Linked DNA regions of Zea mays: region 2 is linked to region 1. The links are chromatin contacts, called in public Hi-C maps. All regions are on one chromosome and are shown on one strand. Each heading gives the region's core, a stretch centred on a gene start, on an enhancer-like site or on the middle of the called end of the contact. The rest is flanking DNA. Distances are from core to core; before and after follow the strand shown.

The links. A called contact is a pair of places that touch in the nucleus more often than the background predicts.
Region 2: a contact with region 1 is called in a Hi-C map of bundle sheath, with 6 times the contacts expected there. The contact joins the promoter of LOC100383845 here to the promoter of LOC103650809 in region 1. A contact is called at or near these places in 9 of 25 Hi-C or Micro-C datasets (bundle sheath, ear, endosperm and 4 more).

The regions. Positions count from the first base shown.
Region 1 is chr3:158,081,985-158,088,279 of Zm-B73-REFERENCE-NAM-5.0, reverse strand. It overlaps LOC103650809, which reads left to right and starts at 4,074. Exons shown (of 3, transcript XM_020550378.1): 1 at 4,074-4,367; 2 at 6,011-6,159; 3 at 6,283-6,295. The coding sequence starts at 4,278. It overlaps LOC103650810, which reads right to left. Exons shown (of 4, transcript XM_008676379.4): 3 at 3,899-4,042; 4 at 3,393-3,784. The coding sequence ends at 3,933. LOC100303905 reads left to right here and starts at 205. Exons shown (of 2, transcript NM_001165488.2): 1 at 205-595; 2 at 688-1,578. The coding sequence starts at 458. The coding sequence ends at 984.
Region 2 is chr3:158,243,361-158,249,655 of Zm-B73-REFERENCE-NAM-5.0, reverse strand. It overlaps LOC100383845 (putative transmembrane protein kinase family protein), which reads right to left and starts at 3,141. Exons shown (of 9, transcript NM_001176475.1): 1 at 3,003-3,141; 2 at 2,755-2,886; 3 at 1,275-1,496; 4 at 984-1,165; 5 at 669-795; 6 at 515-586; 7 at 228-411; 8 at 1-96. The coding sequence starts at 1,425.

The DNA.
Region 1 (6,295 bases), core at 2,825-5,324:
CGGGCCGAACCGAACGACATCTTCCTCCGGCCGGTTTCTTGGCTTGTTTACTCGTCAGCGAATGAAAGAGAAAAAAAAAAGAAAGAAAAAAAAAGAGGGGGCTGGGCGGCTGGCACGAGAGGCGTGGTCCACCTGCCCACCCGGCGCCAACTGGGCGGTCCGGTCGGGGTATATTTGCGGTGGCCGGGGGGCGGTCAGGACCGCGTTGCCGCCTCCTTCCTTCCTTCTCACGAAAAGGCAGGCAAGGGAAAGGCAAAGGACAACCCATCCCCTGCCTCCTCCGTTGCTCTGCTGCTCCCCCTCCTTATCTAATCCTCTGGTTCCTGGACACCGGCCTGCAAGCTCCAGCAGCAGCGGCGCCGGCGACGAAAGGAGGAGGATTGCTACCATCCTATATCATATCATACATATACACAAGGAGGAGGAGAAGGTGTGTAGCGAGGTTGAGGTCCGGAGGATGCCTTCCAGTGCCATGAGTTCCGGGCTGGAGCCGGTGCTCTGCGCGCCTCGGCCGCGCAGGGTCCAGCAGCTGCACCCCTGCAGCGCCGACCTCATCCTTGGCGCACCGCCCTTCCCGCGCAACGCCAACAGCAAGGTACGTACGCGCTCGCTCGTCGCTCCTCCCCCCCAAGCTCTTGTTGTTCGCCGTCGCTTACAAAGCCGTGCTCTTCCTCGCTCTCGTTACAGGCCAGCGGCAGCAGCAGCAGGGAAGGAGGCAGGAAGACGACCAGGCCGGCGGCGGAGGACGAGGACTGCCGCTGGGCGGCGTTCGGCGGGTCGCCGCCGGCGCGCGCGGACAACCCGCTGGTGCACGACCCCCGGTTCCTGCGGAACCAGCGCCACCCGGCGCCGCTGGAGCTCGGGTCGCCGAACCACCGGCGGCCGACCTACAGCAGCGGTGGCGACGGCAGCGGGTTTGCCTCGTCGTCGTTCGCGCCGGCCGTGAGGATCCAGGGCTTCGACGTCGCCGCGTGCCGCGCGTGAGAGCGAGCTCCGGCCGGGCGGGGCTTTGGCTTTTCGATCTATTAAATTAAATTAACAGCAGGTGAGGTCAGGTCAGATCAGATCATAGTAGGGAGGAAGGCGAGGAGGGCGGGAGGGATGGGATGAGATCTCCTCTTCCTCCTCCTCGCGAGGGAGGCGATCCAGTCGTATGAGTGAAGTAAAGAAGAGTACTCCAGTCGTACTATAGGTTGATGTTCGCCGATACCACACCACACAGCAGCCGGTCAAAGGGAGTGAAAACTGATTTTTTGTTTACGGGGTTTTGTCAGCAAGGTTATTAGGTTTTGTGTTTGTGCTGTAGCCTGTAAGATGTAAGCTACTACTAGCACGGGTCTCTTGTTCGTTGCTGCTGCTCTGCTCTGGCCTCTGGGTGCCCCTGTATTGTAGATATAAATCAGCACCCAGTTCGGGCGGTCGGCCAGCGTTCGTTTTTCTTCTAGTTGACGAGGAGGAAGAAGATGTCCGCTCCTCGCCATGTAATGTAACCATGGCTGTACTCCTACATACATGCAATCATGTATAAAGATGAAAACGTGTACATACACAAGATGAAAGTGGCATGCAGTGATGATCTATCAGAAAATGAGAATCCTCGTCGTCCTCCCGTGTTTTGGTTCCAGCAGTTGGATCCCCTCCGTCTTCTGTACTCCGCTGACGGTAGGGTAGAGGCCTTTGAGCCGTCGAGGTGGTGCGATGCGATTAGTAGGCGACTAGGCGGAGGAGTGGTGACCCTTCCCCCGTGCGTCGCCACCGCGGCCATTGACCGACCGCCGCGCCACGACGAGGGGGGGGCCGGGGGAGGAGGATAGAGTAGCGTTGATTGTGGCCTCGGCTTCGACCGGACCGGCGGACGGCGACCGGCCCCCCCGCGTGCGACGCGCACGCAACCACGTCGCGGCAGCACCGCCCGCGTCGCCGTCGGATGGCCCGGCCACGGGCCACGGCAGGGCAGTACGTACGGCCTCTTGTTTTCGCCTCGCGTCTGGAGGGGCCGCGGAGGGAGACCCAGCGAGCGAAGGATCAGATCAGGGATGGGATGGAATCATGGAAGCGTCGCTGTCGGCGGCGAAGGTTCCCATGCCAGGTCCTCGGGCTATGCCGAGGCCGAGGCCGAGGCGGAGGCGGCGAGGCAAAAGGCCAGAGCCCAGAAGGGTTTGACGTGACGCACCGCTTGCCTGTGTCCGCCTCTGTTGTCTCCGCCTGGCGCCTGCTCGTCCCGCCTTCCCCTCCTCTTCCTTGTTCCGGCCGTTTAGGGTTTAGCAATTCTCACCGGTGGACTAAACGAACCGTTCAAGTATTAAAAACAAGGGGCTGGGGTGTCAGGTGTCAGCAGATCCGATCATACGGTCATATCCCGATTAGTTTGACCAGGCCACGCCACGAGCGAGGCCATTGACTATGCTAATACACGATTGAGTTTGTCGATGATGAAGGACGATGATTCCTGCTCCAAAATTTTAAAAAAAACAAGTCGGTGATGATGGATGATGATTCCTGCTCCACATTTTTTTTTAAAAAAGAAACAAAGAGCGAGGAACAGGGAAAAAGGCGGGCACGGGCTTGTGCTCGCGTGCACTCTTGGCCTGGGTGTTTGCCCCACTCCCACTGGTGTGCCGACATCATCGATAGGAACGGCGGATGCATGCACCGCGCGCTCCCTTGTCGCCCTCGGGGCCCCTCAATTTCGTGACGATTTCCTTCCCGTTCTATATTTTATTATTATTTTAAAAAAGGAGCCACAAGAAGGAGGAGGAGGAGCATTCTATTTGGCAGGCGAGAAACGAGGCCATTTCCAAAGGAGATTAAGTGCGGTATGGCTGATAATCGACGCTATCCACTGGACCTAATCCTCTCAGTCTCAGCCGTGACTCCCTCTGCTCATGAGCTCATCTGCTTGCTATCACCTTCTAACGTGCCTGGCACCGCCACGTGGCACGACGAAAGGAGAAGAGCGATTTCACTAGCAGTACCTAATAAAAGCGAAAACGGAATGGAACTGCTTTGTAATGTACCTGCACTACACGGGGGGAGAGAACAAAGCGAGAAATGAGCCCACTCGTAAAAGACAAGGCACACCATTCGGTTCCGGCTTCTAATGCTTCTTCAGTATTTTTATACAGCTATAGCAGTCGACTTTAATCCGAAGTTATACACACATTCCACCGTGTGGTGAATGGTGACACTGAGAGCGACGTCCATAGACAACAAACGCATATCAGACAATCTCTCCAACTATACTTTGCTCTCTCGTCTCGAGGTGAGCTCAGTCATAGTTTACGGTGTCCAAATTCGCAAATAGAAACAAATCATGATGTTTAGAGAAGTAGAAACCACGTCTCGTGCAAAGGAAAAACATCAGAGTCAAAAGAGGAATCGGACCAAAGAGCTGAAACAAATGCTGGAATTGACGCTCCATTTATGTTGGCGTATGAAAACCGACGCCAAAATAATCTGGGGGAAAAAAAGGTGAGGCCCAATAAAACGCCTCAGGGGATGGGCTGCCCACAGGTCTGGCTAAGTTACCAAACCAGCCCGACGTTTATGGTTCTGTTGATCATTCGGTGCATTGGATCTGTACCCCCAATAGCAGACTTAACAGAGAAACAGCTTACCAAACCCAAGTCCTGGAGCCGAAAGCTGCATGTAACAAGTCATCACTAAACCCTTCTTAAAAAAACCCCGTCACTAAATCGTCATTATGTAGTTCTCCTTGAGTTCGTCCAAGTCCAAACACGTCCTTTCTAAGCCCTGATAGGGACACCTGAGAGAGCAACCAGACCTAGAGAAAGTAAATCAGCAGAATTAATCTTACGCGTTTACTACTTCTCAATCCACTGGCCACGCTGCACGTAGTAAAAATAAAAGATTAAAAAACTTTGAAAGTTCAACTCACTTGCGCACACGGTCAATGATCTTATCCCCTTCGGTCATTCAGCTTGCCAATCTTTCCGAGCAATTTTCACACGCTTGGCCGCAGGTGGTAAATATTCCAGAAGGCTAGAAGCCATTATCACGAAGACTTTTCTCTGCACGGATCCTGCGCAATAAAGAATGGTCAAAGTCCGTGGTGCAGGCCTGCAGGACAGCACGAAAGGGAGTTAAAACCACCGAGTGACGAAAGAACACTTCGGCTCCCCCATGTTTTCATTCCAGCAATAGCTGTCCGTAGTATTGAAGTTTCCAAGTCAATATTGTTGGCAGTTTGGCCGTTACACACTGTACTAATATCACGACTGTTTACATAATGGGAATGCAAATTCAAACTTGCATAAATGAATCTCCAACTTCAACAAGTAGGAAAGCAAAGTTCACTGCATAGGGAGGTTGGAAAGATTCCTGGCGGACCAACACATGCAGCCGAGGTGTGTTTCTCCAGCTACTCAAATTCAATCAAACAACAGGTCCTTCATTTGCCTGATGCATGGGTATTTTTGAATTGTCAATATTGCTAAACGTTGTACAAAGTCAGTTGGCTAGATCCTCGTTTCATGCCTGTTCGTCCGAGTCTTCGGGCCTGCGTGCCCAGTTTTCTAGGATCACTTTACCTGTGCTTATCTCTTATAATCTAGCGTGCCTATATATTTTGTAATTCGTAAACTACATATGAATACAGAGAACAGATATTCTCCTCTTCTAGTTCTTGCATGGTACCAGCTAGAAGATCCTGAGATCGCACCTTTTCTCATCATGAGCGATACGCATAGCTCAGTCCACAGCGTCACCACTCACCACCGCCGCTCTTCACAACAGTTCCTCCCCTCTACTTGGCATGCCACCGTTGCCGGCTTTCAGCACTCATTCCTCCCCCGTACTTGGCGACACCACTGCAGCTTCTTCAACCACAGTACTTCCTCTCTCCCAAGCCATTCACAGTGTCAACATCAAGTCGCTGGTGTCGTACACTCTCGACACTCAAGTTCACAACTACGGCAAATGAAGTCAACTGTTCACCATCGTTCTCAGCCGCTTCACACTGGTAAAGGGAATGTGATGGCGACGATGATGGTAGAGATTTAAGGCAAGGCGGATAAAATAAAACAGGGAGGACAATTGAGGAGTATGCTAATGAACTCAAATACTTGTGGGGGTTGAGTTAGATCACTATGCCCCACTTCAAATGGAGACTCCCAATGATGCTCAAGCTGTCCAAAAATGGGCAGAGGACAGGAGTGACCCAGTTCCTCAAAGGATTGAACTATGAATTTGAGAGTAGAAGGGCTGTTTTTTGTCACCAGGATAGTCTTCCTACCTTGGAGGATGCTATTTCAGCCATAGTCCAAGAAGAAATTAGGTTGCGGTGATCGGTAGTAACACTCCTGTTAGATCAGCCTACACCATAGCTGACAATAGGGAATCTTACAATTGTGGAGACAAACGGCATTTGAGTTATAATTGCCGTAGACCAAAGAACTATAATGGTAGACGGATCAGCACCCATGGAAGCCATGTTGGTTATGGTGCTAGTAGAGGAGGTCGAGGCAGGGCTCAAGGAGGCTCTAGGGCTAATATTGTTGTGGCAGAGGAGGGTCCATCTATCATACTGACAGGGGAACAAATCATGCAGTGGGAGCAGTGGCAAGAGAGAAATACTTCTAAGAACTCCACAAGCACCTCCTCACAGGGTCCTATTGCAGCAACTGCCATTCATTTTGGTAACTTTGCCAACTATACCCATGTGCGCAAAGGTATTCAAGCACAGACACTTGCATCATCATATGATCCTCATTTAAATTGGATTATAGATTCAGGTGCGTCTAAACATGTGACATGCTCATTCAATCCTTTTGCATCCTATAACCCATAGACTCATTTAGAAACAATCCAAACTGCTGATGGAACTTCTCAGCCTATTAGAGGTGTAGAGTTAGTTAGATTCACGCCACATCTTACATTACCTTTTGTTCTTCATGTCCCTGCATTTCCTGTTAATCTCCTTTCTGTTGGCTTCATTGTTGACCAATTCAATTGCACAATCTTATTTGATGAGCACTCATGTATCTTTCAGGAGAAGAGGACTGGGAAGAGGATTGAGACTAGAGTCAGACGTAATGGGTTGTGGTACATCAGCCAAGAAGATACAGCTCTGGCAATAGAGGAAGGTGTGAAGATATTTTGTTGCACCATCGCAGACTGGGACACCCATCTTTTGATAGTGTAAGTAAGATGCTATTAAGTAAATTCAATAAGAGAGAATTTGACATGTAGTGTTGTTGGTCTTAGATGTTTGTGAACTCTTCATATTGATACATCCTAATGTGGTGGCAGGACCAAATGCAGATTTATTGAAGAA
Region 2 (6,295 bases), core at 1,892-4,391, 160 kb before region 1:
ACAGCTTTCCGTCCGCTAATTAGCTCCAGAAGGAATACGCCAAAGCTGTACACATCGCTTTGTATGGAAAAGTTCAAGTTCATAGCTTCCTTCATTCTGATCATGCAACAGAAGTTCCATCGATCTTAAATAATGCAAAGCAGATTCAAGGCAGATGATTCTACTGTATCTATCTGATGTAAGCAATGAATGTAAGAACTATCAGAAACATGTGTGTCCATTGTTACCGAGGTTCCACGAAAGGATCATTAAATGTTCTGGAAGACAGTCCTGTAACACCAAGTCGATCAAGCATGCCTGGAATCCCAGTATCTGCAACTTTTGGTGCGAAGTCCTCGTCCACAAGTACATTAGAAGTTTTGAAATTCATATGGACCGCAGGGGGTGTCAGCGAATGCAGGTGACTCAGGCCTGGATAGCAAGAAAATATCGCCATTTAAGATTGTTGATGTAGTTGCCACAAGGACACTGCTACAGAAGAATGCGTCTAAGCCGATATGCTGTGAAGGCTTACCTTTAGCTGTGCCATGAGCAATAGAAAGTCTCTTCTTGAATTCTAGCCTTGAACCTAGAGCATGGCTGTTACCTACAAAAGTATAGCAGAAAAATTAGAACCTATGACACTACTCTTGTACATTAGAGTTAGATAAAAACGCAATGGAAATCACCATGTAAATGTGTTGATACGCTGCCATTGGAGATATACTCATAAACAAGCATCTGCATGCCATCCTCCTGACAGTACCCCAAAAGTTTTACAAGGTTCCAATGACAGAGAGATGCTAGATAATTAACCTGACAAGAAAACAGCACTGACACATGAGCTCAAAACAATGTCAGAAGGGTGTGGAGCAAGCTGGGCTATGTTTCAAATTATAACAGGACGTCATGTGGAAAAAAAACTAAAGTTAAAACACAGCACATTCGACGAATTCGGGACCAGAAATTACTGAACATGTGGATAAGTAAGAAGATTATGCTACCTCTTGAATGAATTCCTGGCTAGGAGGAGAATGCCGTCTTTTAACAGCTACTATTGTGCCATCCTGGAGCAAACCCTTATATACCTCTCCGAACGTCCCTTGTCCAATAAGGTTGCCATTGCTGAAATTCCTTGTAGCAAAATTCAATTCCTCTAAACTAAGACATCTTGCTTCCTGCGACTCTGATAGGTGGAAGACGAAGTTATTACTTATGAAAATAGAAAGAAAGATGTATCTTTAGATGAATTATCTGAAGTTTTAAAGTTTTATTGAAAGTAACTTAAGCAGTACCTGGTAGAGCTTGATCTGAAAAACCACTTTCTGAAGAGTCTGAGGTTCTTTTGCGATGCTGTAGGCAAAGTACTATTATAATTATGACAATAAGTAGTAGTGCACATCCTCCTGCAGCAGCTCCAAGAGCTTCTGCAAGAAGTCCTGACATCTAGTATTGGATATCCTCCTTCAGAGTAGCGCAGTAATCTTTGTAGCTGTGGTGATGAAATCTGCAGATATCTGAAACCTAAAGAGTAGTTCATTAAATTTGTTCGAGTTTATATTTGAATTCATAAGGAAGAACGCGAATGTACAGATTGCTGGTTATGCCAGCCAATGAACTAGAAAACAATTCAGATAGTGGATAAATATAACAAACATGTATACATGGGTTGGTTGATCAATAGATAAAGTTAAATTACTAGTGCTATATAATATATTGACACTGATACCATGGATTGGTCAAACTAGCCCTATCATAGGCTGGGGAAAAATATACTTCTTTGCATATGCATCATTTTTTTTGTTGCCCTCAAGTGGCAAAATTAGGAAAGCACATCTTGATCATGACATCAGTATTACGGATGGCTCTACTAGTAATGCATAAATATGGAAAAAGGCAATTAAATTACCAAACAGAAAACATTCTGAAAATGGACATTTTGTGATGAAGTGCAACTGCAAAATTCGGAAAACGCATCTTGATCATGATCATGAAAATGGCGTTACGGACAAAGCTACTAGTAACGCATAAATCTGGCAAAAAGAGAGACAATTATGTTACCAAACGATAAAAACGGGGAATTGTCGGATATCGAAAAACTAGAAATTATGAGGCAACGTGCAGTGGCTAAATTGGGAAAGCACATTTTGATCATGGCACCAGCAAGTTCGGGGGAAGCTACTAGTAACGCATACCCTTCTCTTTTCCGGTATAATTCTCCCATAGGACCGTTCAAATTTTCCGCGCCATGTCCGGGTCAGAAGAAATTTTACCACAATACTTTGAATGGCATGTTATTAACTAAATGCAATGCAATAAAACATCTTTCACTATGGCATTCTGCACCCATAAGCACCCTCTTACTGATGAAACCAATATGAGTACGCTGCAGTGTACAGGCAAAAACATGAATGCAGTTTTTGCTTGGACCAGCCTGAAGCTGTGCGTGTACACGTTGGGTTGATTTTATTTACGAACCAGTACCGTTTTTGCAGATCGCAATCTAACAATGTGGCATCGACTGCTACCTGAGTCCTGAACTCAGTAATAGCAATAACAGATTGAATGAAGTACTAATCAAATGAGGGTTGCTGATCGGTTCGTTCATCGCCCCCCCCCCCTGCGATCAATCGAAATTCAGCACTCCTCCTGAACAACACAGGCACCATGGTAAGCCGGAAAACAACACATGATTTCACGCTCCAGAGAACTCGAACCGATTTCGATACAGAAAATCGCAGAGTTCGCTGGCGGGGGCAGAAATGTACACCATACCTGCAGCAGATGGCTCTGGTTTAGAGGCATCATGTACGTGCGAGCACGACAGCGGGGTCAAATGCCGAATCCATTCTGCAGGCAACACGTTCCGTTTGTACCAATTCTTGACTCCGCCCCGTCTTCTTCCTCCTACGCCATCGCGACCAAAGAGAAATAGAACCAGTCAGAAGAAACAGGTAGTCTCGAAATCAAAGCAAGTGAGACTCCATAAATCAAAGCAAGTGAGAAGAATCAGGCAAGGTAACCTATTCAACCCCCTGCTACTCTCCTGCTGTATTGTGGAGGAAGTGACCGTGAGTGATTCTGTGAGCGAGGTGAGATGGCCTGGGAGGTATTTTTGGGGAGGGAGGCACCAGGCAGAGGGGGAGGGGAGGGGAGTGCCCACAAAGGGAGGGAGAGAGAGAGAGAGTGAAGTGAAGAACAGCAAAGCACACTTACCAGCGGGGGGCGGATTGGAATTGGGAAACCAGCAGCAAATCAACACAAACATGTCGGTATATATACTGGTAGGGTTGAGCTGTAAACATCAGCGGAAAGCGGAGCGGAAGATGCTGAAAAAAAAACTCTGGTTTGGCGCGCGGCCGTTGCGGTTGCGGTTGCGGGTGAAAGAAAGAAAGCAGAAAAGATGTAGAAGGAAGAAGCAGCCCAGCCAGGAATGGTGGCTGGCGGCTCTGCGCTGCTCGCGTCTTCGAGCGTGGTGGGATCGTATAAGAAGTGGAATTGGATGGATGGATGGATCTCCCAATGATTGATCCAAAGGCGACAACTCGCCAGGACCGCGACACCGCGCCGACGCATCGTTTTTTTTTCAGACTGGCCGTCGATTCTTCATTCGTGTCACAAGATTTGTATATACAGATATTCTAAATAATAGTCCGTCCTCCGATGAACCGGTGCCGCCGCCGCCGCCAGCAGGGGAGCCGAGCCAATGATTGCCGGGGAAGAGAAGAACATGATGGGGGCGCGGCTGGCAAGCTGCCTTGTCCGTCGGCTCGCTCGCTCATCACTCGTCAGATCGGATAAAAGAAAAAAAAACCAACAAAAAAAAGGACTCGTCTTTTCCATCTCCCTTTGCCCCCCCTGCCGCTGGATTTTCGCTTTTCCAGACGGGATGCTGCCGCTGCCGCTGCACCTGCACCTGCACAGGAGTTTCCGAATTAGCGACGCTAGCGCACAGCACACAGATTGCCGTTTTCCAGATGAGCGGCGCCCCGCTTTCCCCTCGTGCCCCCGCGCGCGTTGCTCGCCGCCGGCCGTTGGCTATGGCTAGCGTCCGTTGCCAGCTCCGGCTTTCAAGCGTCAGTTACTGAGGGTCCGTTGGGTTCGTGACCTGACCTGACAGGTAGCTTTTGTTTGTCCATCAAGCACCGATCGCAGCGCAGCAGCCTGCACCGTGTGAGCTAGGTGAGTGCGCCACAGCTGTGGTGGGCTGCTGTGCCTAGCTTGGCCGTGGCCCGCTACTACACTGGACACTGCGCTTCAGGCTGCATGCATCCATATCCATCCGTGCCTATCTTCTCCCGTTCTCCTAGGACGTACGTACTAGTGCCGGCCGCGGAAACTCCATCTGGCTGCTGCCTCGCCGTGGCCGGCGTGCGCTGACACGTGAGCCCCCCGCCGCCGCCGCCGCTGTCTCCTCTAGCGGTGACGCCTGATGCAGCAGGAACCAAGCAACACGTTGCGCCCGGATTGCGCCAGCTAGGCCAGTTCGACTTTCATATGTATAGTGTGCCTGAACTGGCATCCATGATAGTCTACGTTGTCAATAGAACTTAAACAACAATAGAACTTTAATCTAATTTGGTGATTTTAATCTAATTTGCTCGGCGCAAGACAAAAACAACAATAGAATTAGCATGAACATGATCCAGCGGTTCAATAGAACTTTAGACGACCTGCAAGTTATGGAGATCGCTCTCAACGGCAAACGATTCACTTGAAGCAATGGGCAAGATTCACCTACGTTGTCCAGAATAGATCATTTCTTTGCTACAACTGAGTGGCTTGATCTCTTCCCAAATTCGGACCTTCAAGCGATAGCGTCCATGGGCTCAGACCATTCTCCATTATTCCTAAAGGGTAATGTTAATTATAACTTTTATAAAGGTTTTCGCTTTGAAGCATTCTGGTCTACTCTTCCCGGTTTCTTAGAGATGGTGCAAGCATCTTGGAGTCAGTCGGTAGATACGAGAGACGCAATCCTAAGGCTACATATTAAGATGCGACGTTTGGCCACATCAATAAAAATTTGGAAAGCGCAACAAGTTGGTAACATTGAGTTACAATTAGCCATTGTTCAGGTCGTCCTTCTCTGCTTAGAAAAAGCGCAGGAGCGGAGACAGCTCTCTGAGATTGAACTTCACCTGCTTCGCTCCTTGAAGGCTAAATCTTTGGGGCTAACTGCCATGCAGAAATCAAGAGCGAAACAACATTCGAGATTGAAATGGATCAAACAAGGTGATGCAAATACTAAATTCTTCCATCTGCATGCTAATATTCGACGTAATCAGCATTTCATAAAAGAGCTACAATCAGAAACAGGCATTGTCATGACACAACAAGACAAGGAGGAAGCTATATTTAACTTCTATAATTCCATCTTAGGGGTTCCCCCAGCCAGAAATTCCTCCTTGGATTGGACAGCCTTAGGATATGAGCAAACTGACCTTTCAGACCTCGAAGCTCCTTTTTCAGAAAACGAAATTAAGAGGATTATTCATCTCATGCCTTCGCAACGCGCTCCGGGCCCAGACGGTTTCATTGGGCTGTTTTATAAGAAATGTTGGGACATTGTAAGAAGCGATTTGTCCGCGGCGCTTTGTGGGTTTTACAATTTACGCACTAACAAGCTGCACCTAGCGAACGAGGCCAATATTGTGCTCCTCCCAAAAAAAGAGAATGCTTTGCACCTTACGGACTTTCGACCGATCAGCTTGATCAATAGCCTAGCAAAAATAATCACAAAGGTACTGGCTGAGAGATTGGCTCCAAAACTGGGACAACTAGTATCTCGCTCACAAAATGCCTTTATCAAGGGAAGGTGCATTCATGACAATTTTTTATATGTCCAAAGAGTAATCCAGAAGCTGCACAAATCCAAGAAGCCATCTCTCTTCATCAAGTTGGACATAGCAAAAGCTTTTGACTCTGTTAGCTGGGCATATCTTTTGGAGGTGCTGGAAGCTTTTGGTTTCGGTAGAAAATGGAGAAATTGGATTTCAGCTATCCTTGCTTCCTCTTCGTCGCGTATCTTAATGAATGGCAGACTAGGAAGAAAAATCATTCATAAGCGTGGCCTTCGTCAAGGAGATCCTCTATCTCCGATGTTGTTCATCTTGGCTATCGATCCACTTCAGAGAATTATAGAGCGTGCTATTCACTCGAGCGTCCTCTCTCATGCCCTTCCTAAGCCGGCTACTTTGCACTGCTCACTCTATGCTGATGACGCTGGACTATTTGCAAAGCCGTCGGCTTCTGACCTGTATGCTTTAAGGCGCATCCTCCAGACCTTTAGTGATTGTTCTAGTCTCAAGTTTAA